Linked DNA regions of Mus musculus: regions 1, 2, 3, 4, 6 and 7 are each linked to region 5. A link is a contact called in public HiChIP or PLAC-seq and promoter capture Hi-C data. All regions are on one chromosome and are shown on one strand. Each heading gives the region's core, a stretch centred on a gene start, on an enhancer-like site or on the middle of the called end of the contact. The rest is flanking DNA. Distances are from core to core; before and after follow the strand shown. Region 1 holds the start of Tmem169 (transmembrane protein 169). Region 2 overlaps Gm4319 (predicted gene 4319). Region 3 overlaps Mreg (melanoregulin). Region 4 has its middle 18 kb from the start of Gm4319. Region 5 holds the start of Atic (5-aminoimidazole-4-carboxamide ribonucleotide formyltransferase/IMP cyclohydrolase). Region 6 holds the start of Xrcc5 (X-ray repair complementing defective repair in Chinese hamster cells 5). Region 7 holds the start of Mreg (melanoregulin).

Evidence for each region. Promoter capture Hi-C pulls out the DNA fragments that hold promoters and counts their contacts. HiChIP or PLAC-seq counts read pairs in DNA pulled down with a chosen protein or histone mark.
Region 1: a contact with region 5 is called in a promoter capture Hi-C map of hematopoietic stem and progenitor cells. The contact joins the promoter of Tmem169 here to the promoter of Atic in region 5. A contact is called at or near these places in 3 of 39 promoter capture datasets (hematopoietic stem and progenitor cells, neutrophils and pre-B cells), 1 of 115 datasets of contacts at active chromatin or transcription factors (large pre-B cells) and 2 of 9 other capture datasets (macrophages and pancreatic islet).
Region 2: a contact with region 5 is called in an H3K27ac HiChIP or PLAC-seq map of trophoblast stem cells, with 18 times the contacts expected there. The contact joins the enhancer-like site here to the promoter of Atic in region 5. A contact is called at or near these places in 18 of 39 promoter capture datasets (the 3T3-L1 cell line, 3T3-L1-derived adipocytes, the C10 cell line and 12 more), 3 of 15 datasets of contacts at CTCF or cohesin (the NIH/3T3 cell line, large pre-B cells and pro-B cells), 8 of 484 Hi-C or Micro-C datasets (the N1E-115 cell line, bone marrow-derived macrophages, embryonic stem cells and 4 more), 36 of 115 datasets of contacts at active chromatin or transcription factors (the 230-238 cell line, the NIH/3T3 cell line, acute myeloid leukemia and 22 more) and 3 of 9 other capture datasets (adipose tissue, liver and pancreatic islet).
Region 3: an H3K27ac HiChIP or PLAC-seq map of extraembryonic endoderm stem cells shows a contact between it and region 5, with 13 times the contacts expected there. The contact joins the enhancer-like site here to the promoter of Atic in region 5. A contact is called at or near these places in 12 of 39 promoter capture datasets (the 3T3-L1 cell line, cranial neural crest, embryonic stem cells and 7 more), 1 of 484 Hi-C or Micro-C datasets (bone marrow-derived macrophages), 21 of 115 datasets of contacts at active chromatin or transcription factors (the 230-238 cell line, acute myeloid leukemia, astrocytes and 15 more) and 3 of 9 other capture datasets (embryonic stem cells, liver and pancreatic islet).
Region 4: an H3K27ac HiChIP or PLAC-seq map of embryonic stem cells shows a contact between it and region 5, with 14 times the contacts expected there. The contact joins the enhancer-like site here to the promoter of Atic in region 5. A contact is called at or near these places in 11 of 39 promoter capture datasets (the 3T3-L1 cell line, the C10 cell line, cranial neural crest and 6 more), 3 of 15 datasets of contacts at CTCF or cohesin (the NIH/3T3 cell line, large pre-B cells and stem cell-derived epiblast-like cells), 6 of 484 Hi-C or Micro-C datasets (adipose-derived mesenchymal stem cells, bone marrow-derived macrophages, embryonic stem cells and 3 more), 28 of 115 datasets of contacts at active chromatin or transcription factors (the NIH/3T3 cell line, acute myeloid leukemia, astrocytes and 16 more) and 1 of 9 other capture datasets (adipose tissue).
Region 6: a contact with region 5 is called in a promoter capture Hi-C map of pre-B cells, with 5 times the contacts expected there. The contact joins the promoter of Xrcc5 here to the promoter of Atic in region 5. A contact is called at or near these places in 4 of 39 promoter capture datasets (the 3T3-L1 cell line, hematopoietic stem and progenitor cells, liver and 1 more), 1 of 484 Hi-C or Micro-C datasets (CD4 T cells) and 2 of 115 datasets of contacts at active chromatin or transcription factors (large pre-B cells and memory CD8 T cells).
Region 7: a contact with region 5 is called in a promoter capture Hi-C map of pre-B cells, with 7 times the contacts expected there. The contact joins the promoter of Mreg here to the promoter of Atic in region 5. A contact is called at or near these places in 8 of 39 promoter capture datasets (the 3T3-L1 cell line, 3T3-L1-derived adipocytes, the C10 cell line and 4 more), 1 of 15 datasets of contacts at CTCF or cohesin (the NIH/3T3 cell line), 6 of 484 Hi-C or Micro-C datasets (B cells, CD4 T cells, the G1E-ER4 cell line and 2 more), 17 of 115 datasets of contacts at active chromatin or transcription factors (the 230-238 cell line, the NIH/3T3 cell line, astrocytes and 10 more) and 2 of 9 other capture datasets (adipose tissue and liver).

The regions. Positions count from the first base shown.
Region 1 is chr1:72,282,904-72,286,085 of GRCm38.p6, reverse strand. It overlaps Tmem169 (transmembrane protein 169), which reads right to left and starts at 1,713. Exons shown (of 3, transcript NM_175564.4): 1 at 1,620-1,713. Pecr (peroxisomal trans-2-enoyl-CoA reductase) reads left to right here and starts at 1,765. Exons shown (of 8, transcript NM_023523.6): 1 at 1,765-1,993. The coding sequence starts at 1,870. It overlaps Gm51631 (a long non-coding RNA gene), which reads left to right. Exons shown (of 3, transcript XR_003947863.1): 3 at 1,338-1,588.
Region 2 is chr1:72,118,393-72,121,714 of GRCm38.p6, reverse strand. All of the region lies in intron 1 of Gm4319 (predicted gene 4319), which reads left to right. Among named protein-coding and RNA genes, the nearest start is that of Gm4319, 3.7 kb to the left of the region's middle. Within about 2 kb of position 1,549, at least 7 of the 459 cell types and tissues checked have an H3K27ac peak or open chromatin away from gene starts, as enhancers often do. A contact at or near this core is called in trophoblast stem cells, where this site is marked.
Region 3 is chr1:72,171,726-72,174,717 of GRCm38.p6, reverse strand. The region is part of intron 2 of Mreg (melanoregulin); the gene reads left to right. Among named protein-coding and RNA genes, the nearest start is that of Mreg, 39 kb to the left of the region's middle. Within about 2 kb of position 1,732, at least 45 of the 459 cell types and tissues checked have an H3K27ac peak or open chromatin away from gene starts, as enhancers often do. A contact at or near this core is called in embryonic stem cells, extraembryonic endoderm stem cells, hepatocytes and 3 more, where this site is marked.
Region 4 is chr1:72,140,483-72,143,712 of GRCm38.p6, reverse strand. No RefSeq gene overlaps it. Among named protein-coding and RNA genes, the nearest start is that of Gm4319, 18 kb to the right of the region's middle. Within about 2 kb of position 1,647, at least 32 of the 459 cell types and tissues checked have an H3K27ac peak or open chromatin away from gene starts, as enhancers often do.
Region 5 is chr1:71,555,361-71,558,595 of GRCm38.p6, reverse strand. It overlaps Atic (5-aminoimidazole-4-carboxamide ribonucleotide formyltransferase/IMP cyclohydrolase), which reads right to left and starts at 1,440. Exons shown (of 16, transcript NM_026195.3): 1 at 1,322-1,440; 2 at 973-1,099. The coding sequence starts at 1,340.
Region 6 is chr1:72,305,839-72,308,999 of GRCm38.p6, reverse strand. Xrcc5 (X-ray repair complementing defective repair in Chinese hamster cells 5) reads right to left here and starts at 1,579. Exons shown (of 21, transcript NM_009533.2): 1 at 1,433-1,579. The coding sequence starts at 1,453.
Region 7 is chr1:72,210,646-72,213,586 of GRCm38.p6, reverse strand. It overlaps Mreg (melanoregulin), which reads left to right and starts at 1,280. Exons shown (of 5, transcript NM_001005423.2): 1 at 1,280-1,570. The coding sequence starts at 1,476.

The DNA.
Region 1 (3,182 bases), core at 464-2,963, 730 kb before region 5:
ATCCAGCAATCTCCTCTGGCTTCAACAGGAACACACATACACACACAAATACACCACACACACACACACACACACACACACACACACAAAAGAATTATTTTTAAAAAGAGGTTACAGTGGTGCCATTTTTTAATGTGTTCATGATCACATAACTGACATAAACAGACGGCTACCAGAGCTCTTGATGGACTTCCCAGACAAAAACAGCCAGAGAGCTTTAGCTCTTCCTTTCTGCGTGCTGGTTGGAATCCATCAGCAGCTAAGCTGGAGAGGGAAGTGCTTCTAAAAAGAGGTCAGAGAAGGCCAGGGAGGTGGAGGGCCTAGAGGTGCTCTCAGAACTGCAGTCTGGCTGGTGCGAGAGACCCAGTGTCTAACTTCACTTCTCTCTGTGAATTTTTTAAGTAGTGGCTCCAACCGCCACCTCCCCAAACAGACACAAATGGCATTTGTTGACTGGAAAAGGGAAAACAGAGCACCCCCGGCAAAGTTAGAAAGACTGTTGTCCTGGATTAAGACCAATGACCTAGCATAGTCCGACATAAGGAAAGAGATAAACAGAAAAGAGCTAAGAGGGCAAGGCTGCTGCTGCTGCGCTTGATGATGGGGTTCAATCCCTGGTGGCACCCATACGGTACAAGAAGAGAACTGACTCCTGCAATTCGTCTTCTCACACACACACACACACACACACACACACACACACACACATATGTAATGTTAATTTTTAAATGAACAAACAGAAGGGCAGGGCATGGTATCCCATGCCTTTAATCCCAGCATTCAGTAGGCAGAGGCAGGGGGAATCTCTTAAGTTCCAGGCCAACCTGATCTACATAGTGAGTTCCAGGACAGCCAGGGCTATAGAGAGAGAGACCTTGTCTCAAAAAAAAATTAATAATAATAATTAATTCAAAACAAACAGAATGTGAACAATAAATTGTTCCTTGGAACCAACTGGGAGCTGATAAGTTCCTTGCTGAAGGTAGGAGCTAAAAGGCAGGTTCCAAAACCATAAACCTAGAAATGAATCTTACAAGAACCATGCAACGATTCATCTTTATCTGCTGCTATATAACCCAGATGAAACGGACCAGGTCTCAAATCTATGGAAGGGTGCTTTTTTTTTTCATTTCTGGGTGGGGCACTGAGAATGAGGTGAGGGTGGCCTAAAATCATTTTGTTTAATCATTCATTATTTAGGCTCTGTGGATAACTGCAACTGTGTGCCCTCTCCTGCCCCACCCCCTCCTCCCTTTCGACTCCCTCCCTGAAGAAGAAGGGATCTGGGACCTGGATGGCTTCCCTTCAGCTAACCTAAGCCTTTCCCCACTTCCTAGCCCTCTGCACACAGCTGCTGAAGCCCAGACAGCCAGATGTCTGTTGCAGATCGGTACTGCGAGGGCCCAGACCTGCAGCCTTTCTCTACACAGATGCTCTGGAGATGTAATTTTAATTAACGGTGGGAGCTATGGCCCCAAGGATTGGATTTTCAGAACAGAAAATATCCTTCCCATTTCGTTCTTTCTCACTCTCTTTTCATTCCTCTGTCGTTTCCCCCCAATGTCACCGACATTTAAAAATAAATATGAAAAAAATCGAACGAGGAGTCTCACCCACACCTTCACTGGGACCCAGGAGGGAAGCTGAGGATGCAGACGGCTGCGGGCGGCCGCCAGGAGCGGTCCAGCTCTGGGAGGAGGCCTAGCGCGCCGCGAAGGCGGGGCCTGGGCGGGGCCTGAGGCGGGACCACGCGGACTTAGGGGCGGGGTCTGTTTGGTTACGTGGCCAAGGACTGCTACTAATAGAGCTACTTCTGAGGAACACGTGGTCTAGCTTTAGCAAGAACTCAGAGACAGACACTTTGTGGCCATGGGCTCTTGGAAGACTGGTCAGAGCTACCTAGCGGCCGGGTTGCTGAAGAACCAAGTGGCCGTGGTCACCGGCGGGGGCACAGGCATTGGAAAAGCCGTCTCCCGGGAGCTCCTGCACCTGGGTACGTGAGCAGGCCTCTGGGGCTGGGCTAGTGTCCGCAGAGGTCCAGCTCGGGTAAACTGGGTTCAGAGACAGAGGGGAGTGCTGGCGGACCGGGAAGAGGTTGCAAAGCTCCGGTCTGCAGAGCTGAGCAATGAGGGAAAACGAAATAACAGAGGTTTTATTCCGAATAGCCGAGAAATGTTGAGAGGCCCTGATCAGATTTTCTTCTCACGTCCCCTGTGCTAAAAGCAAGAAAAAGGAAAAGTTATTAAACTTAGAATGATCACGTAAACACACGCACAAGGAAGCCATCAAGAAGAAAATAGTTACATTTAATATTTAAATATGTGAGAATGTGCATCTTCTTTGGGTTTACTTTTTTTTGTTATTTTGTTTTGTTTTTTTTGTTTTTTTCTAGACAGGGTTTCTTTTTATTAGCCCAGGCTGTCCTGGAATTCACTTTGTAGACCAGCTGGCCTCGAACTCAGAAATCCGCCTGCCTCTGCCTCCCGAGTGCTGGGATTAAAGGCGTGCGCCACCATGTCCGGGTTTTGGGTTTACTCTTAACCCAAAGCAAACTGTTCCCAGGTGGTGGTGACATATGACTTTAATTCCAGCACTCAAGAGGCAGAGACAGGTGGATCTCTGTGAGTTTCAGGCTAGCCTGGTCTACAGATCGAGGTCCAAGTCAGTCGAGGTTTCACAAAGAAACCCTGCCTCGAAGATGTGGGTAAGAAGGAAGAGTGCAAAGTTTATAAAGGCATATTTGAAAAGTATTTCCAACACGACGCTTGTATTGTGCAAAGAGCTTTGACAAGTAGATTTTTTTTAAAGATTTTTAAAATTTTATTTTATGTATATGAGTACACTGTAGCTGTCTTCAGACACACCAGAAGACAGTATCAGATCCCATTACAGATGGTTGTGAGCTACCATATGGTTGCTGGAAATTGAACTCAGGACCTCTGGAAGAGCAGACAGATCTCTTATCTGCTGAGCCGTCTCTCCAGCCCTGACAAGTAGATTTTTAAAAATCTGACATCAAGTGGAACAAATGAGAAATGATTTGGCCTTGACATTCCATGCTGAACTAACACAAGAAATAAATACATGGAGAAATGATTGACTTTATCTTATCAGCAGTACACTGCAAAAAAAAAAAACAAGACAGTATTGCAGTTTGCACTTTACCATTACTTCCAGCCTGT
Region 2 (3,322 bases), core at 300-2,799, 560 kb before region 5:
AATAGAAAGTTTAAAAGCCTAAGTGAAGCCTGTGCGTTTGGAAATGGCGGGAGGTCCAGCATGCGCTTTAAAAATTACTCAGAAAACTGACAAACTCTTGAAGGTGGGGAGAGAAATTGCCTACTTCACTTTTGGAAGATGTCCCTCCCCACCCGGGGTTGAACAGCCCCCACACATTGAGCCGGAGCACAGGGCGTCCCAACCAATTAAATACTCATGGAGATGCACTCTTAACTCTATATTTGAGTTGTCAACGGGAAGGCCAGACTAAGCACGAGGTTGTCTAGGAACTTGCTAGCCAGCTGTTTGAGAGATCTGAGAGCTACTATTTTGTACGCAGATAGATACCGGACTGAGGAAAGTTGTTCAAATTACGTGACAAAGAGGTCCAGGCTTAGAGATTTGAGTGCTCTGTGGGGTCCTTAGTAGGGCTAACTAGCTGGAGCTCCTTCTTGTCAGCAGCCTTGAAGATGGACAGGTTATTATTATTATTATTATTATTATTATTATTATTATTATTAAAATTAAAGTGTTGCATAGTCACACTGAATTAATTGTAGCTATTCACTGGTGAGGGTTGGGGGTGGTCCCTTCAAGGGTGTGAGCTCTTTGATGAGAATGGACTCCTAGCAAATAGAGCAATGTAAACACAACTTGCTTTAAGCCAAGAAAGAGATGGGGACAAAGCCTAGAGTAGGTCAATTAAAATCACCACATTAATGAAAAGGCAAACTGATAACGTATAGTTTTAGTAAAACAAGAAAAACAATGCACAGTGGCAGAGAAGTTTTGCTTCCTAGTCTTTCCACTTTCTTTCTTAAAAAACAAAAAACAAAAGCAAAAAACAAAAGCAAAAACCAAAAAGCAAAAACCAAAAAACAAAAACACCCTCTCAAAACAAGCAAGCAAACAAAACCATACAACAACAACATCAAACAAAACAAAACACCCTAAATAGTGACTGGAGAGTTGGCTTAGTGGTTAAAGCTTTTGTTGTTCTTGCAGAGGACTTGGGGTTTGACCCACCACCCAGTGGAGATTCACAGTCATCTGTAACTCCAGTTCTAGGATGCCTGACACCCTCTTCTGACCACAGAGGGCATCAGGCATAGAAGTGGTACACAGACAAAACACCCATATAAAACATAAAAATGAAAAAGACTGAAAAATCAGCTGTGTGGTGGTGGGGCACACTTTTAATCCCAGCACGTGGGAGGCAGAGACAGTCGGATGTTTGTGAACTCAAGGTCAGCCTGGTCTTCAGAGTGAGGTCCAGGACAGTCAGGGCTACATAGAGAAAACTCTGTCTCGGAAAACAAAAACAACAAAAGTTTTATGTGGCATTTATTTAGATGTCTGTGTGTCTGTATGTGCATATGTGTGAATGCTTGTTCCTGTGTATGCATGGACCCAGAAGAGGACATCAAGTGACCTCCTCGATCACCATCGGCCCATTCCTTTGACACAGGGTCTCTTCCAACCTAGGGCTTGCATTTTCTCAGCTAGATGAGAAGCCCTCGAGCTCCAGTGATCCTTTTGTCTCTGCCCTCCCTTCAGTTATCCCTGGAATTATTGGTATTTGCAGGACTCCCAGCTTGTTGCATGGGTGCCTGTATTCAAACTCTGGTTCTCAGGATTGACCAGCAAGTATTCTGCACTATTCCTCTAGATCACCCTTTTGTCTGGTTCTCAAGGGGGGTTCTTTGCTTTTGGAATTAACGCAGCACATTGGTGTTTCAATCTGTTGAATGTCCATAGAGCGACAGAGAGCCTTATTTTTCTCATGACTTCTAGAGGGAGCAATGCTTTCCTCCCTCTAGAAGGAACTGATTGCCAGGGAAGCCACAGTTAAGTGTAAATGGATAATGAGTGGGAGATGGGGAGAGAACAGGATAGAGGCTAGAAGGGAGATGCTGAGATAGACTCCGTGGATTCCTCAATGAAGGATGGAAAGGTATTGGTACGGTGGTCTGGATTTTTAACGTTAAAGATTAACTTTAAAGGGGAGAGGGAGATGGTTCGGTGATTACAAGCACTGGCTGCTCTTGCAGAGGACATCGTTTTGGTTCCTAGCACCCAATATGGCATTCACCTGTGACTCCACTTCCAGTTGGAGGGCCTGGAAGGCCTCTGAGGGCCCCAGGCATGTACATGGTGCACATTTAGACATGCAAGGCCAAACACTCACACACATAAAAGAAATAAGAAACTAAAAGAATTAAAAAAAAAACCTTAAAAAACACAACATAATCACAAGTCTCTGATATAAATTGAACCAGTTAGTGGTTTTTATTTAAGTCATTAATTAATGAGGGAACCTTGCGACATTACAATGGCCTCAAAGGAGAAATTCAAACAACCATCAGATAATTCTGTAATAATTTTACAAATGGATACAAAATTGGCTTGTTCCATAGTGGGTGTGGTGGTGGAGGTTAGAAATCAATTATATTTGCAGAGGAAAAGATTAATTTTCATGCCTGTAGACAAGTCATTTGAATTATTATTGGTGCCAGAGAGTAGGGCAGATGGAGAGGACCTGAGGACCGCGTATAAAACACTGCAAAATGCTTATGAGAAAAACACAGAGGACAAAAAAATCTCTGGCAAAGGCTGGCTAGCTCACAACTCCCACCCTTCAGGAGGCTGACTGGAACGGGCTGGTGCCATTGGTGGAAGTACGCGCTATATGTCTGAAGATGATGTGTGCCTTATTATAATATGAAAACAGACACTATCCTGCTGGGCCAAGAACACTCGTGAAACTCTACACTATGCAAATGAGCAAGATAACCCTGGGGATGTGGCATAAAGGCTTCATCCTTTGCATAGTATCACTGATGGAGATTCTCAAAGTTCTCCCAGCCCTACCCTCTTCATTGGAAGTAGGTTGTTTCTTATTACATGGTCTCTGGAAGTAGGTTGTTTCTTATTACATGGTCTCTCCTCCTGCTACTTTCCACAAGCCTTCGGCCGATGTTTGTTCCAGGACACAAGAACCTGGAATCCCTCCAGAGGTGCCAACCAATCTCTCATGTTCACTGATGTTGTTATTGCTACACTTTGCAATGTAAAAGTTGCAAAATAGCTCAGCCAAGGAAAGGCAGCGAACTCACAGAATCAAGCCATCCGGAAGCCTATACTTAGAGGATGCCCTGTTTCCCGCTGAAGAGGACCTTATAATCTTTCTGGTCCAGTTGATTATTTTATAGTTTCTTTTTAAAAAGTTTCTATAGATTTGGTTGTCTAATGGTAACACTTTATTTTAGACAATGGACCAAGCTTTTAGGAAAAGAAAAGGACCTACAATGTTCTTTCCAAA
Region 3 (2,992 bases), core at 483-2,982, 620 kb before region 5:
GGGTAGGGAGATAAGGGAGGACCTGAGGGAGGGGAAAGAATATGATCAAAATATATTCTATGAAAAATTTAAATTCAAATTTAAAAATCCATAATCTTTAATTTCCAGCCATGTTAAAATGTACTCCAGTTTAGATTACTGTGATATCGCCTTTCCCCTTATACTTCTGGGATTTTTCAATCCTCTGGAATTGCCTTAAGGACTTCGTTTAGTTAATGAGAACCTGCCCAGTTGATAAGGAGGCAGGCAGGTGACTGACAGGACAGACAAAGGTCTACAGAACTAGAGGGGGCTGTGTCTCCAGGATTAACCGGCTTGCAGTTGGGTTGATAAGTAGACCGCACCTGTCTGTGCCAGCAGGTAATGATCAGCAGGTGTTATAGCAGAGAGCTCCCGGGTGAAACCTGGACTGTCACTGCGTAAGTGGCTGTTTTTCCTTGAGGCCTATATCGACACATCCTTCTTCATTCAGACTTAGTTAAGAGTAAACCCTAAATACCCAAGACCATATGCAAACAGCACACCATTTTATACAAGGGACATGAGCATCTTCAGATGCTGACATCTGACAACATGAAGTACACAATTTAAATATATCCTCCAGTATACTTCACATTACCCCGAATTGTGGCACCTCGTAAAATATAAGTAGCTGCCCACAGTCCGCCCACACATTTAAATTTGGCTGAGGTCTTTGAGGTGGTCTATATCATGACACATTCTAGGTGTATGAAGTGTGACGTGGCCATTTCTGCCTTGCTAGAAATACTAAGTCTCCCTGTGAGCAGGACCTTGTCTTATTATCTTTTGCCTTTGGTGACAGCAGTAGATTGTCATCTTTCCTTCAGCAGCTGGAGCCCCAGAACTCTGAGGTAGTTAGGCATACTTGTGACTCACAGAAAACACTGCTTCCTCTGGCAGCATCGGTGACATCACATTCTGGGTTGTAACCCCTGATGAGGCCCGAGACGCAGCCGCCCTCCCATCCCATTCCCCCACCCCCACCCCCAGACACAAGGAGCTAGCCCTGTACTGACTAGCAGTCCCTTCCCAGGGCTTTGACAGAATACTTGGGCAGTGGTAAGAGCTAAGAGCTACCTTTTGGCTTCATCTGATTAAAAGCAGATAAGGAATTAGGTCAGAGTCCTTGGACTCTAGTGCAGTCTGTTTGCAGAACTCTAAGGGAGAGAGATAACAGAGCAGAAATAAACAAGGGGGTGGGAAAAGCACTGCTCTGCATTTGCCTTTGACCTTTCGAGGTCAACACCCCGCTTCTGGACTGAGGCAGATGAACAGTGGAGCCGAGGTGGCACCCAGGGCAGATGTGCCATTCCAAGGTGCTCCAAGGCAGGAACCCCAGGGTGGTATTCGGGTCTGGTTGGCATGTATACAGTCTGCCCCCAAAGTTTTCCTTTATTCATCTTCGAAAGGTTGGCATCATTTTAGGTGGACCTCAGAGCCTGCTGGTACAGCAGCAACCTAGGGCTAATGGCGTCATGAATGCCTGTAAAATCTGATGTTGTGTGACTTTTCCTGGGGAGATGGTAAATAAATGTTTGTTTATTCACCCCAGATAAAGAGCGACCAGTGTAGGGATTCTGTCCAAGTCCAGGACCGATGAGTTTATTGGGGTTAATTACGGGAGATGGGCGACTCACCACTAGGAAACCACACCCGAGTCCATTGTCTTCTTCTGACCTGGTCACAGTTGGAATCTAAGGGAGCCTTCTGAGTGAGTCCCGTGAGGCTCCTGAGCCTGTCCCCGCCCTCCAGGAGGAATGTTCACAGGCTTGATGTCCTGTGGGATATTGTAGGTGCTCAGCTGCCAGGTAGTGGTGGTGATTTCCAACCTGGAGGAAACAGATCTATTATATTACACCGTTTCCCTTGGCAGGTAGATGGGTTTTTATTTATAAATTATTAATAACTATTTATAAATATATTGACTAGCTGATTGGAGTGTGTGTGTGTGTGTGTGTGTGTGTGTGTACACATGTACACACACATGCCATGGTGCATGGAGACCAGAGGACATTTCTCAGGAGTTCTACTTCTATGTACATTCTAGAGAATGGACTCAGACCATTAGGCTCAGTGGCAAATACCGGCTTGACCACGCGGCTTGACCATCTCTCTCAAGCAGATAGTTCTAGAAGATCAGTAGGGAGGACCCAAGTGTTACAGATCCAGGCCCATTTTTGCCCACCACATAGGATGTCAGACATTGAAACAAATGAGCGTTTTGTTTGTTTCTTAGATAGATTCTTACAATTAGTCTCAGTGCCTGGAACTCACTGTGTAGACCAGGCTGATCTTACACAAAAGCAATCACTCTGTCTCTTCCTTTTCCATGCCGGGATTATAGGTCTTCACCACCGTGCCTGGATTAAAAAGATGAGCTCCAACCCCCTCTCTTTTTCTATTTTGTTTGTCATGTAGTCCTGGTTGTCCTGTAATTCGCTCTGTAAAACCAGGCCGGCCTCACTCGAACTCAGAGATCTGCCCGCCTCTGCCTCTTAAGTGCTGGAATTAAAGACGTGCGCTTGTTGAAATGATGGATTTTTCAGAATAGGAAGAGTTTACTCATGAGGGAGCCAAGTGTGTGGGGTCAGGAGAGCAGGCCTCAGCCATTCCTCTTCTGGGATATGGTTTAGGGTGTTTATGGCTAACAGAGCTGGGTGCTCTGGGTGTGAGAAGGTGACTGCAAGTAAGGAAAATTGAAAAAATAATTGGTGGTCTGTATATGTGTAATCAAACTTCATGTCTCTTCTCATTCAGAAAACACTGACATTTGGATGTGCTTTGGTCCTGTGACTTCGACAGGTCAGCAGTATCAACCATTTTGAGCCACTCCCAAGTCCCTAGAAAACAGCTGTAGGCATGCATATGACCCTATGGAGAGGTGTTAACTGTAACACAGCTTACGAAAGGGTAGTGCTTAGCTACACAACGTCCACAGCTGGCCATGAAACTGACCACCTGGCAGCAAGCA
Region 4 (3,230 bases), core at 398-2,897, 580 kb before region 5:
GGTCTGTGGTCTCTCAGAAGAGTGGCAAAGCTTGTTTCTGTTTTTAAAAGTAACTCTATTTGGCCAGGCATGGTGGCACAGGTGTTTAATTCCAACACATGAGAGGCAGGGGCAAGAGGATCTCTGTGAGTTTGAGGCCAGCCTGGTCTACATAGTGAGTTCTAGGACAATGAGGGTTATGTAGAGAGACCTTGTCGTAAACAAACAAACATCAAAAACAAAACAAAAACCCTTGCTTATTTGGTCTGTGTGTGTGTCTCTACATGTCACAACATGCACGTGGAGGTCAGAGGACAACCTATGAGAATCTTGTTCTTCTGCCATGTGGGTCCTGGGGATTGTGCTAAGGCTCGATGGAAGTGAGCACGTTTACAACTGGATCCTCTCTCTGGCCCCGAGGACATTTCTTAAAGGATCCAATGAATACTCACTGAGAGGTGGTTCTTTCAGCAAATAGGCGGGTATTCCAGGGCAGCACCTTTGTGCCTGTCCACGAGAAGATTGTCTTCTCATGGAAAACCACTGCTGCTCTGTCTGCCGTGTGTAGCCTTTTGGGTTAACTAAGCTATGTCTTTACTGCAGTGCTGTGTATCCCTTGTCCAGTGCCCTTCTCTTGATTGTCACCGAAAGAAGTCAGATCCAAATTTAAAATGTTTACCCCCGGAGGTCCTAGAAACCCCAGAGGTTCAGAAAACAGGGAGGTGGGCTGGGTGTGACCCGAGGAGAGTAAGGGGAGGAAGATGAGCGATAGATAGAAGGGGAGATGAGCAGAAATGAGGAAAAGGTGTTTGGGTGCGTGTGTGTGTGTGTGTGTGTGTGTGTGTGTGAGTGAGTGTGTGTGTGTGTGTGTGTGTGTGTGCATGTGTGTGTGTGTGTGTGTGTGTGGCTTGGAAGGCCTAGTAACTGGGTGCCTAGTGTTCTATGCTAGAGTTCCTTCAATAGCACAGTTACACCTTATTAATGTTATCTATTTGAACATTATCATTGCAAATAATATTTCACTCCTCCCCTCCCCAAATCATTGGAAAAGACTAGGGGTAGATACCTCAGTACAAGAGTGTCTAGCATATACTAGGCTCTAGGTTGAATTCCAAGTACCACAAGTAGTCGAAGACATCTCTGCTCTAAAAATCATTGGCACACACTCCATTTATAGCTTTAATAGGTAGTTAGATAGTTTTCAGTTTAAGTAGTTCCCTGCAGAATTCACTATTCACCAGAGAGTTAAGAGTAGTGGGAAAAGATTGAAAGCAAATCCAGAATTTTTTTTTTTTTTAAAATGGACACCATCTAAATTTTACCATGTAAAAAACATCGTTAGCAAACAAACAAACCTACAAACCCACAGAGAACCTCTCTCCTCCAGGGACCCTTAGGCACTCAGTGTAGCCCTTAGGAAGAGGGGCTGAGGGGGTTCTCACCCCCCCACCCCTACACCACCCCCTCTTGCACCGAGGTTGTGTGATTCCAGGTCTCTCCGGAGCAATCTGTGCCTTTATCTGCGAACATCTGTAGAAACAACAGCATAAGGGCTTAAGTGAACACGCATGGGAATCTCAGGCAGTTGACAAATGAAGCTGATTTGCATTTTACAATAAACAACGGATCCTCCTTGCACGCGGAAGAGCAGTGCAGGATTCTGATTGAGCACTAGGTGTCGCTGTTGACCCATTCTGTTGTCTGGCAAGTCCGCCTTTGTCCTTAACACTACCAGAACAGTTAATTTCCCTTTCTTTTCTCTCCTTCCCTTCTTTTTTCTTCTCGCCCCTTTCCACCTTTCTTCCATTTTCTACTTCTATTGTAATCCTTCTTTAAAATTTATTTTTAATATATGATTTTATTTTGAGGTTATAACATAATCACATATTTCCTCTCAACACCCATATGTACTTTTGTTCTCTCTCAAATTTACAGCTTATTTAAAAAATTATGGTTGGGCTGGCAAGATGGCTCAGCGGGTAAGAGAACTGATTGCTCTTCCGAAGGTCCTGAGTTCAAATCCCAGCAACCACATGGTGGCTCACAACCACCTGTAATGAGATCTGACGCCCTCTTCTGGTGTGTCTGAAGACAGTCACAGTGTACTTATTTATAGTAAATAAATCTTTGGGCTAGAGCAGGCAGGGACTGAGCAATCAGAGTTGACCAGAGTGAGCAGAGGTCCTAAATTCAATTCCAAACAACCACAGGAAGGCTCACAACCATCCGTACAGCTACAGTGTGCTCATATACATAAAATAGATAAAATAAATCTTAAAAAATTTTAAAAAATTATTGTTATATATGTATATTTTGTATGTATATATTTCTAACTATGTAAATATAAAGTGCTAAGTTTGTATAATGTTTTTATTATAATGTTAATATATATATATATATATATACACACACACACACATATATATATAATTGTATACACACACACACCCACCATTTCAAGGCTGGCCACTTGGTTTTGTATAACCAGTCACAGAGCTCTTCCCTAGGTAGGTTACTTCTCACACTCTCATTATTCCTTAATTGCTTACAGGTTGGAGCCTCGTGAGACTTCCTCCTTCCTGGTTAGCAGGCCTATTGCCCTCATCCTTGTTCAAGTCTTGCTTAGGCAGCCATGACTATGAGACCCCATGGGTCTAGTTTCTCTGACATTTCTGAGAGACACAATCTCACAGCAAACTTCCTGTTTGCTCTGGCTTTGACAATCTTTCCTTTCTCTTCCATGGCGATCCCGGAGGCTAAGGCGGAGGGGTTGTGCTGTAGTTGAATCTGATGGGACTGGACACGACATGATCTCTTGATGAGCTGTGGTTTCCTCTAACAGTCTCCATCTGTTTCAAGAAGTTCCGTGGAGGAGGAGTGAGGATGCATTTACTCATGGGTGTAAGGACACCTGTTTAGAATGTAGTTAGAGACTGTGCTAGTAAAAGAGGTTTAATAAAGAGGTGGTTGCAGGTTCTCCTCCAAGATCCATGGTTTCACTAATCTGGGTAGTTGGCTTGGTTCCCAGTAGCAGACCTGGCTTCCCTCTTGTTGAGCCGGCTTGAAGTCCAATTAGAGAGCTGTTAGTTACTATCAATTTATTCGAGCCACCACTGTACCCTTAGGGCTATCGTGCCTTGCTGGGCATTGTTGTGGTTCACGGGCTTCATGGCTGGGGAGGACTACTGGTTGCTTCCATCCTTTGGAAGCTTGAATGGCACCTCCTGGTATCATAAAAGCTAGTCCTGGAG
Region 5 (3,235 bases), core at 191-2,690:
AGGAGGATCACAAGTTCAAGGCCAGCCTGGGCAACCTACAGAGACCCTGGCTCTAAGTTTTAAAAGTTTCTGAAGCAAAGCATAAAAAATGAACTAGGGATACAGCTCAGGAGTGGACTGGACATTGGGGTCAGTCTTCCATACCACCAAAAGAATACGAGAAGGCGTAACGGGGCAAGCAAATACTGGGCAGTGGCGTGGAAATATGAATGACCATCTGAGAAACATTTAAACTAGGCGATAGACAATGCAAGAACTCCTCGTACTTCATCGTAAATGCCACAGCAACAATGGCCTACCCATACCAGCTCCACAGTAACTCAACTGCACCTCACAGGAGCCTACTTGTCTGCTGTCCCTGATGCTCCGGACTCCCATAAGTCACAAGAGAATCCACTGAAGACATTTACTAAGTAAAGGCATTCTTGCTGTCTGAAGCTGTCAAATGTACAGGGGTTATGTACTGCTTACACAAACAAGAGTTATGAAGAGGTGAATAATTTACCTCTATAGGGATTCTCCACAAACCAAGAGTTATAATGGCAATGAAAACAGCCAGGGAACTAAGGTCTTTTTCCTTTTCTACCTTCCAGACCTTCAGGGTCATCTCCTGACATCTCTTGTCAAACCCTTCCCACTGTTAGTCAGGAGATGAGTGTGATCGAGCCACTGGTACTTTCTGATGGGTGAGGCTATGAAGAGGGAGATACAGATCTTCAAAGATGTTACAGTCTAACTGTGCAACCAGTCAAAGCCAGGCCATGGAACCTGAACATTCGTGTTTATTCTGCATAACACATGGCCCTCCGAAGTTAATTTGTTTGCAAACAGTGGCTGGGTGCTAGGACTCTAAAACTCAAGGCTCCCTAGTTCTAACCTAACTTCTCCCTGTGTTTTGTCAGTTTTTTGCATGGCTTTCTGGTGAATATGGTCACAACGTTTTTCTCCCTTTAACGCTACCTACTGCCTTACCTGACTGCCAGGCCAGCATCCCTGATCGCTTTTGCCGTGCCTCCGGAAGCGACCAGACTCAAACCAAGAGACGCGAGACTTCTGGCAAATTCCACGAGGCCAGTTTTGTCAGACACACTGAACAGGGCTGAAAGAGAAGGCAGTTCTCATTACTCGCGGCTTCTGGCACCGAGATCTCCCGGGGAGGACTCCTGGGAAGGGGACTCATGCAACTGCAGGCCCAGGGCCCAGCACTGGGGACACCCAGCCTGCAGGCCGGGCCCGGGGCCTCCCCAGCTCGGCCAGCGGCATGAGTGGGTGGCGGGGATGGTGCAGGCAGGACCCCTATGATGCATCGCGAGGGCCTCACCAAGCTGAGACGGAGCCATGCTGCGTTGGGTCGCGGAGTCAAGGGACGGACAGGCCACGTGCGTAGGCAGGCAGGCCGGACCCCGCGGTTCAGGAAGCAGTGGGCAGGGCGTGTCGACCCCACGTGACCCCGAGGTCCCGCCCCTCCTCCAGTGAGCTGCAGCCTAGGGTGGAAGGCGCCGCTGGGCGGGGCGGCTGCTAACTCCGGAGCCTGGGATCTGTAGCCGCGGGCTTCCTCTTTCCGAACCCAGATCTGGGCGTGGGGACTCGCGGTTCGCGCGCATCTGGGGTGCTGCTGCTGAGGTCCCGGGAGGTGGGGCCGCGGCGGCTGGAGCACTGATTGGGGGAAACTAGCGAGAGGACTAAACAGACCCTGTCTGACGATGTCAGAAAGGATTAGAGAAGCCTTCTGCTATGGTCTCCCTTTTACAGGTCTGGGAGACCTACGCATGAAGTCATTGCCTCCACAGTTGAGAGCCCCAAAGAAGTAAAATGACCGTCATTTGAAGTTTTTCATACCACATTATAAAATGGCCTGGAATTTACATCAAGATCACCATGTGTAAAATGCTCTTTTCCTTCAAGCCCAGGTGGCAGGAGTAAAGGTTTCAAGACTTAAGTTATTAAAAATAGGAATAGCAAAATTGAGCTCATCTGCTTCTTTTTAATAAAAGTGACACCTTTGGCACAAAATAAACATATCTTGCTGTATACACAGCCCTATTTTTTTTTTTTTTCCGAGACAGGGTTTCTCTATGTATTCCTGGCTGTCCTGGAACTCACTCTGTAACCAGGCTGGCTTCGAACTCAGAAATCAGCCTGCCTCTGCCTCCCAAGTGCTGGGATTAAAGGCATGTGCCACCACTGCCCGGCTAACAGCCCTATTTTTAACATTAATGTTTAGAATTAATTTTTTGATTATGTTTTCTTTTGTAATGTTCTTTAATACAATTCCAAAAAAGAACTTAAAAATTCTATAAAGGAGCCTAAAATTGTACAATTCTATAGAAAGCTTAGCTTTTTATTTCCAGTCTAGTCTCCCAATCTGTGCAAAGTCCATTTTCCTATTATTTGGATGCTAGTCTGCTTCTTGTCTTTCCTCTCTAATAGTCCAATCTCTTTTTCCTTCTCCAAATATCTATTGATCAAATATCTATCTCATTTTTCTGACCTCAGAACGTGTTAACTCCTTGCTCTGAACACCTCTCATGTTTCTAAGGAAGATATATTAGGATCATGAGAGTGTCTTCAGGATGTGTTCACAACTTTCAATGTACAGAGGTGAACAAGGTTCAGAAAGATCATTGCAAGTTTGGAGCTAGTTTGGTCCACACTTTAAGTCCCATACCTGCCAAAGAAACAGCAAGACCTTGTCTCAAAAATGTTAAACAAACAACAAAAGGTGACAGATATTAGAATAATTAGTTCCACGCATATAAGATTGTAATCAGCCTTTAGTTAGCTACTATAAGAGGGTATGAAATAGTCAAAATTCAGGAAGAACAAGTGAGTGGCTCAGTGGGCAAAGGTGTTTCCAAGAAATATTTCTCTTTATCTTATCTTTAAAATTTTATTTTAAGTATATGGGTGTTTTGCCTGCGTGAAGGTTTGTTTACATGTGTGAGCCTGGTGCTCCTGGACTTCCAGGGGACTTCCCTGGCCAACCACATTAGATTTCTACAGGAACTAGAAAGCAGAGAAAGCAATAAACAATAAAAGGAAATAAACAGCGCTTAGACACTAGACATTTTCCACATTGAAAAAATAATACATAGGCAAATATTTAGCCCTTTCTCCCGGACATAAAGAAGGAAAGCTATGACCTCCTTACCTGCCCAGGAGCTCAACTTGGGAAGAAAGTGCAGACACATACCCTGGGGCAGTAAGAAAACACCAGTTAAAAACAAACAAACAA
Region 6 (3,161 bases), core at 330-2,829, 750 kb before region 5:
GCAACACTCAAAGGAAATACTAGTTTCCCTTAGTTCATAAAGAATGGAATCACATGACACTCTGAAATTTAACAGGTTTCAGAAACAACAACAACCTATCTTGGGATGAACATTAATAAACTACAGAATACCTTTGAGAGGAATTCAAATTACATCCCACAGTGATTCCTTCAGCATAAAAATCTTTTTTTTTTTTAAATGTAGGCATCACAAAATATGCTGGCTGTGTTCCTTTAATAGGCGGCCACAAATCTACTTTTAAAGTAGCAAACACTAAAAGACTGGGAGTCTTTTGTCAAGAATTAGAGATTCAGAGTAAGGCATCAAAGAGTTTGACAGTGTAAATTCTGGTCTGGAAGAATGGTTTATGATAATTTAAAGTCTTTGGAAGCAGTAAGAAAACCAGGGAAGACAAACTGGGAGGGTACTGCAGCTCTTCATTACCACACTGAAGCAATACAACCTGCTAGAATTTTATCAAGTACATCTGCCACAGTAAGTCCTTCACGGGAGCTACAAAGTTCTCAGCAACTGAAGGCAGAGGAACAAAGGAAGCGAGCAACATCATTATGGGTTCATAATTTCATCAAATTCCCAAATGGGGGTGGAGGAAAACAGAGCTCCGTTATTGAACCCCTATCTTGTTTGTATTAAACGAATGAATGGATCCTTGCCATTGCATCTCTCTCTAGTGATCAAAAACAACCTCTCTAAAGTTTACAGTAATTTCCATTATTAATCTAGGATTCTAAGATCATAGATTCTTAGAAATTGAGCATTCTGTTTTGCTTTTCTTTCAGAGCTCCGAATGAATTCCCATTCACATGTTACCACTCATGGAAAGGGTGACCACGTTCTAATCACTTCAGTTCTTCATGTCTTGCTTGGTTCTCCTACTGACAAGCTAAGGGTAATAATGGTCGTCTCACGGTTTGGTGTGAAGATTTAATTAAATAGGAATAAAGGGCTTAGTTGTGCCTCACACAGTAAGCTTTCAATAAATTCGAGATTTTTAAATTATTATGAAGGTCATAATATTACGTAATATTACACCTTGAGTTATTTCATTCACAGAATCACAAAACCCCTCTGAAGTTTTACGAGCCTGGCATGTAGGGGATCTATCCTCGATAACTTACAAAGATTTTTAGAACCCAGGTTCGGAAGCAATAAAGGACGTCTGTGTTAGCAGGTGGCGTGGATAGAAAGTAAACTGAAGCAACGAGGGAGGAGGGAAGGGTGAGAGGCTGGAGAAGCAGGAGGGAGGATTTCGGAAGCGTGAAGGTGCACAAGACTCAAATGCAGAACTCCGAACCCCAAGTCTTTCGTTTTGAGCATCCATCCTTCAGTGCTGACTCAGCTGCGATTCCCACAGCTTCCACCCTCTAGAGATCCCCGGCTTAGGAAAGGCAAAAGGCCCTGCTCTCGGTACCTTATTACCGGACCACGCCATGCTGGTCCTCAGGTGATTTGATTACTTTTTCCGGGCGGAAACCTAGAGTGTCGCAACTCAGTTCCGGGCAACCCACAGATCCAGACGTCCCGCGTGCAAGGCGGGGAAGCCATGGGCTCTGAGCATGCGCAGAATTCTCTCCCTGCCTCCTTAGGCAAGGCTTTGTTCTCTGAGCCGCTAAAAGCCAGTCAGTACTGGGCTGGAGAAATGGCTCTGCCGTCTAAGACATTTGTCATCAAGCCTGACGAGCCCATTCAAGCTCCAGGCACCCATATTGTGGAGAAAAAGAACCAATTCCACAAGTTGCCCTCTGATCTCCACGTGTCCCACACATCACAATAAGTAAATAAATAAATTTAAAATAACAAGTTTAATAGTAAAAAAGTAAATAGGGGGTTAAAGGGAAAGGGTCCCAGGTTAGGAATGTGTACTGTTTTCGCAAGGGTATTTCAAAGCCCAGCACCTACATCAGCCTTCCGCGGATCTGACGCCCTCTTCTGGCCTCCACTCAATGCACATACCCACATGCAGCCGCGTGCATACATGATTTTTAAAACTAAAAAAAAAATAATAATTGCTATTACTCAATTGATAATAATCCCTTTCGCTAGCAATTTGTATTGGCACTCTGGAGTTAAAAGTCCCCTGTGTAAGATGAATCCACGAAGTCACTTAACTCCTCTAAAGGCCTTCTAAATATGATACTAAAAAAAAAAAAACCATGAACACGATGACCTTAGATCAACGTCCAAAGAGAAGAGTGAGAGTTCACCGAGTTAAAAGAAAAAGATGGCTCACAACCATCTGTAATGGGATCTGATGCCCTCTTCTGGTGTGTCTGAAGACAGCTACAGTGTACTCACATATATTAAATAAATAAATAAATCTTTAAAAAGGAAGAAAAAGTAGGAAAGGCATTCAACTCTACAGACAAAGTGGTTAAAACACCTTAGCCTCTGGGAAGAATTTCCTACTACCCTGGCGTGTCTGTGGCTGGGAAAGATGCCCTTTTCTAGAGATGGAGGCTGTCAATTCCCGTGAGTGTTCACCACTCATTTGCAAGGAAATTGCCCTGCAGTTCTTCCCTTCTGATAACCCTTGCACAGAAACTGCCTGTTTTCTATACAAAAATGACTCACAAGCTGCAGGTGGTTGGACAAAAGGTCCAGAGACCTGGAAAATGTCTGCAAACCTCTGTTCAATGTGGGAAACGTTCAATCAGATTCTCTTTTGTTGAAAATGGTCCCAAGAAAACAGGCACTAAAATTGATATGATTTGGAGAATTTTTGAAGAAGCCTTCAGGGAATGAAGGTTTAAAAATCGAAGCTGATAGGGTTCGAGAGATGGCTCAACAGTTAAATACATTCGCTGCTCTTGAACAGGACTGGGGTTCAGTTCACATATTACAGCTCACGGCCATCAGTAACTCCTGTTCCAGAGGATCCCATACCCTCTTCTGGGTTCTGAGGACACCAGGCACCCATGTGATACACAAACCTACATACGGGCAAAACACTCATACACAGAAAATAAACAAATAAAAATTTTAAAATAAACACAGTGGTGTCTAGACAGACACTTCGCACCCAGAGGACTCTTCCATGCTTTTATTCAGACTAGAGAATTTTTTGAAACTGAAACGTTATTTCTAGTTATAGTTTTACTATGGTTCATCTTTAGAGTTACTAGGGCTTTACCACAGAGAAT
Region 7 (2,941 bases), core at 31-2,530, 660 kb before region 5:
AGAGGGTCAGTTTATTATCCAGGCAGGCATGGTGCAGGAGGAGCTGAGAGTTCTACATCTTCATCTGAAGGCTGCTAGCAGAATACTGGCTTCCAGACAGCTAGGATGAGGGTCTTAAAGCCCACATCCACAGTGACACACCTACTCCAACAGGGCCACACTTTCTGATAGTGACACTCCCTGGGCGATCACACCTTGTATTTTATATTGAGTATAGGGTTTGTATGCCAGAGTCTAAATTTGAATTGCACACTGGAAAGCAATTTGGCAGGATTCATTAAAATTAAAGGGGTGGACTGGAAAGATGGCTCAGTGGTTAAGAGCAATGACTGCTTTTCCAGAGGTCCTCATTTCAATTCCCAGCAACCACATGGTGGCTCACAACCATCTGTTATGGGATCCAATGCCCTTTTCTGGTGTGTCTGAACACAGCTACAGTGTTCTCACATATGTATAAAATAAATCTTTTTTAAAAAAAAAATTAAAGGGGCATCTTATGACACAGCAAGTCGACTGCCACATCTTTATTCAGTTGGTGTAGAAGCTCCCAAGTGCAGCAGTTCAAGGATGTGCACTGCAGCCCTCAGTACAAAAGGCTGGGATTGGTTAACATGTTCACCATTATGTTCACGGTCTGGTTAAATAACACTGGCATCGGTAAGATTAGGTCTGCGTTAGGAAGACAGAAAGATACACATACAGTCTGCATGACATCAGTGAAAAGAGCCAGGCACAAAAATGTGTGCATGGGAAGGGTTGGAGGGAGAAAGGGAATGGTGAGGGTGGGTGGGGCAATGCAATGTTTTAATTTCAAAAGATAAAAACAAACAAACAAACAAAACCCCAAACAAAACAAAACCACAAACATTTGGTGCGGTAATCTGCTGCTTGGACATAAAAAAACAAAAGTGGGATTTCTGGGGGCTGGTGAGGTAGATGGCGCTACACAAGACAGGATTCTGTTCCCAGCACTCACATTGTAATTTACAAAAATAAATCTCTTGTAATATAACAGTTGTAGAACTCACAAGCGGTTGCTTTTTTTTTTTCCCCTAAGAGTGTTCAAGGGCTGGAAGTTTGAAAAAATAAAAAAACTTTTACAAAGCGTGTATTGTGGGAGACCATTTCCTTTGCAGAGAAGCCAATTAAAAGGACAGTTGGGTTCGGCCACGCGCAGCAGACCCCTGCTGCTCAGCGGTCACCTCCGGGGTTCTGCGGGGCGCCTGGAGCGCGCTCGCTCCCTAGAGGGCAGCCGTGGGCGTCGCAGGACGCATGCGCTCGGGCGGCACCCGGGGAATTAAAAGAGAGAGGGAAAAGCTCCCGCGGCAAACGCGCAGCTCGCGTCCCCACGGCCGGCCGCGGCGTGATGCGCACGGCCCGGCCCGTGACGCCGCGGCCGTCCCTGTCCCCGTCCCCGCGTCCCCGCCGCCATCGCGCGCCCGGCTCCGGGATCCCGGCGCCGGGCCTCGCTCCCCATGGGGCTGCGCCGCTGGCTACGGAGCGCCTGCTGCTGCTGCCCGTGCCGGTGCCTGGAGGAGCCCGCGCGGCCCGAGAAGGAGCCGCTGGTCAGGTGCGTATCGGGCCGCCTCGCGGGGTGGGGACCCGGGTGTCGTCTGAACCGGGGAAGGGGTGCTGTGAGGTCACACCGCGGTGCCACCCGGCCCCCCTCGGCCCCGGTCTCGCACAAGACGATTTAAGCTCCGGATCCTTGGTTCAGATTTTGTGTGGCTCCTCGGAGGCAGCGGATGCCCCTGGGAAACGCCACTGACTGCTGCAGGGGAAAGGGCCGGGAAGAGAAGTTTCCAGAGGGGGTCTCATCGGATGAGACGGACGAGCGTGGGTTTCCTTGGCACTGAGATGAAAAAAAAAAGTTTGGCTATCTCTTCCAATGTCATGACCGAAAGAAGTCGATTTCAGTGACTGAGGAAATCTTTCTCGTGATAAAACTATGCGTGCTGTACCAGTGACAGCCAATTGACTGTTCGGGGGTTTAAACTGAAATGTGGGGACATTTAATGCTCATTAGCTAATGTGCTAAGAGGCTTTGTGAAGGAACCCTGTGCACAGCTTTGCTTGACTTTTTTTTTTTTTCCCCTAAAGCGATACTTTAATATACGTATAAGCACGAGGGGTAGAAGAAAAAGGCACTCAGAAATAAGACATACCCAAGCGTGGTTGCCGGCTCCTAGAGAGAGAAGAGATAGGACTGTGATTTTTATTTTTCCTTAAAATGTTGGTTTTTTGTTTTTTGTTTTTTTCTTCCTCCCTATCGTGAGTTTGCTGAAATTAAGTTCCACCATGCCAGGTTAACCTTATCGAATGAGGTCCCACCAAGTCGTGCCCCAGGGAACAGAATTGAAATTAGGGCACAGGATGTAGGGTGGAATTCTAGGCTTGGTGAACAAGCGCAGAAGCCAGGACCCCTTCCTTAAGGGACACGCAACGAATCCAATCCTGCTTGCACAACTCTGGCAGAAGCAGCAAAGCATGGCTTTACCTTGCCCTACTCTGTCAAGTCCAGACACTTCCCCTGACTTTGCAGAGTTACATAACCCATCCTGCCTGTCTGCTCTTATTTTCCAGCGCATTAAGCAGGATGTACTTGCCCCTGTAGGAACAATCTACTCTTAGTCCCTCCAAGCTCCTGGCCAATGGTGACCTTTTGCCTTCTACCCTTTCCTAAAGTGGCCTTGTGGCCCCTTTTCATCTCCCTTTTGCGAGTCAGGACTTGGAATTATCATCTTGTTATCTGGTGAGGTGTTTCATGAAATATATCTAGATACCCAAGGCACCACACACACACACACACACACACACACACACACACACACACACAAATACACACACACACACACACACACACTCTGTCTTACTATGTAGACCTGGCTGACCTCTAACTCAGAGATCCGTTTGCCTCCTGGGTGATCTGATTAAAGGCGTT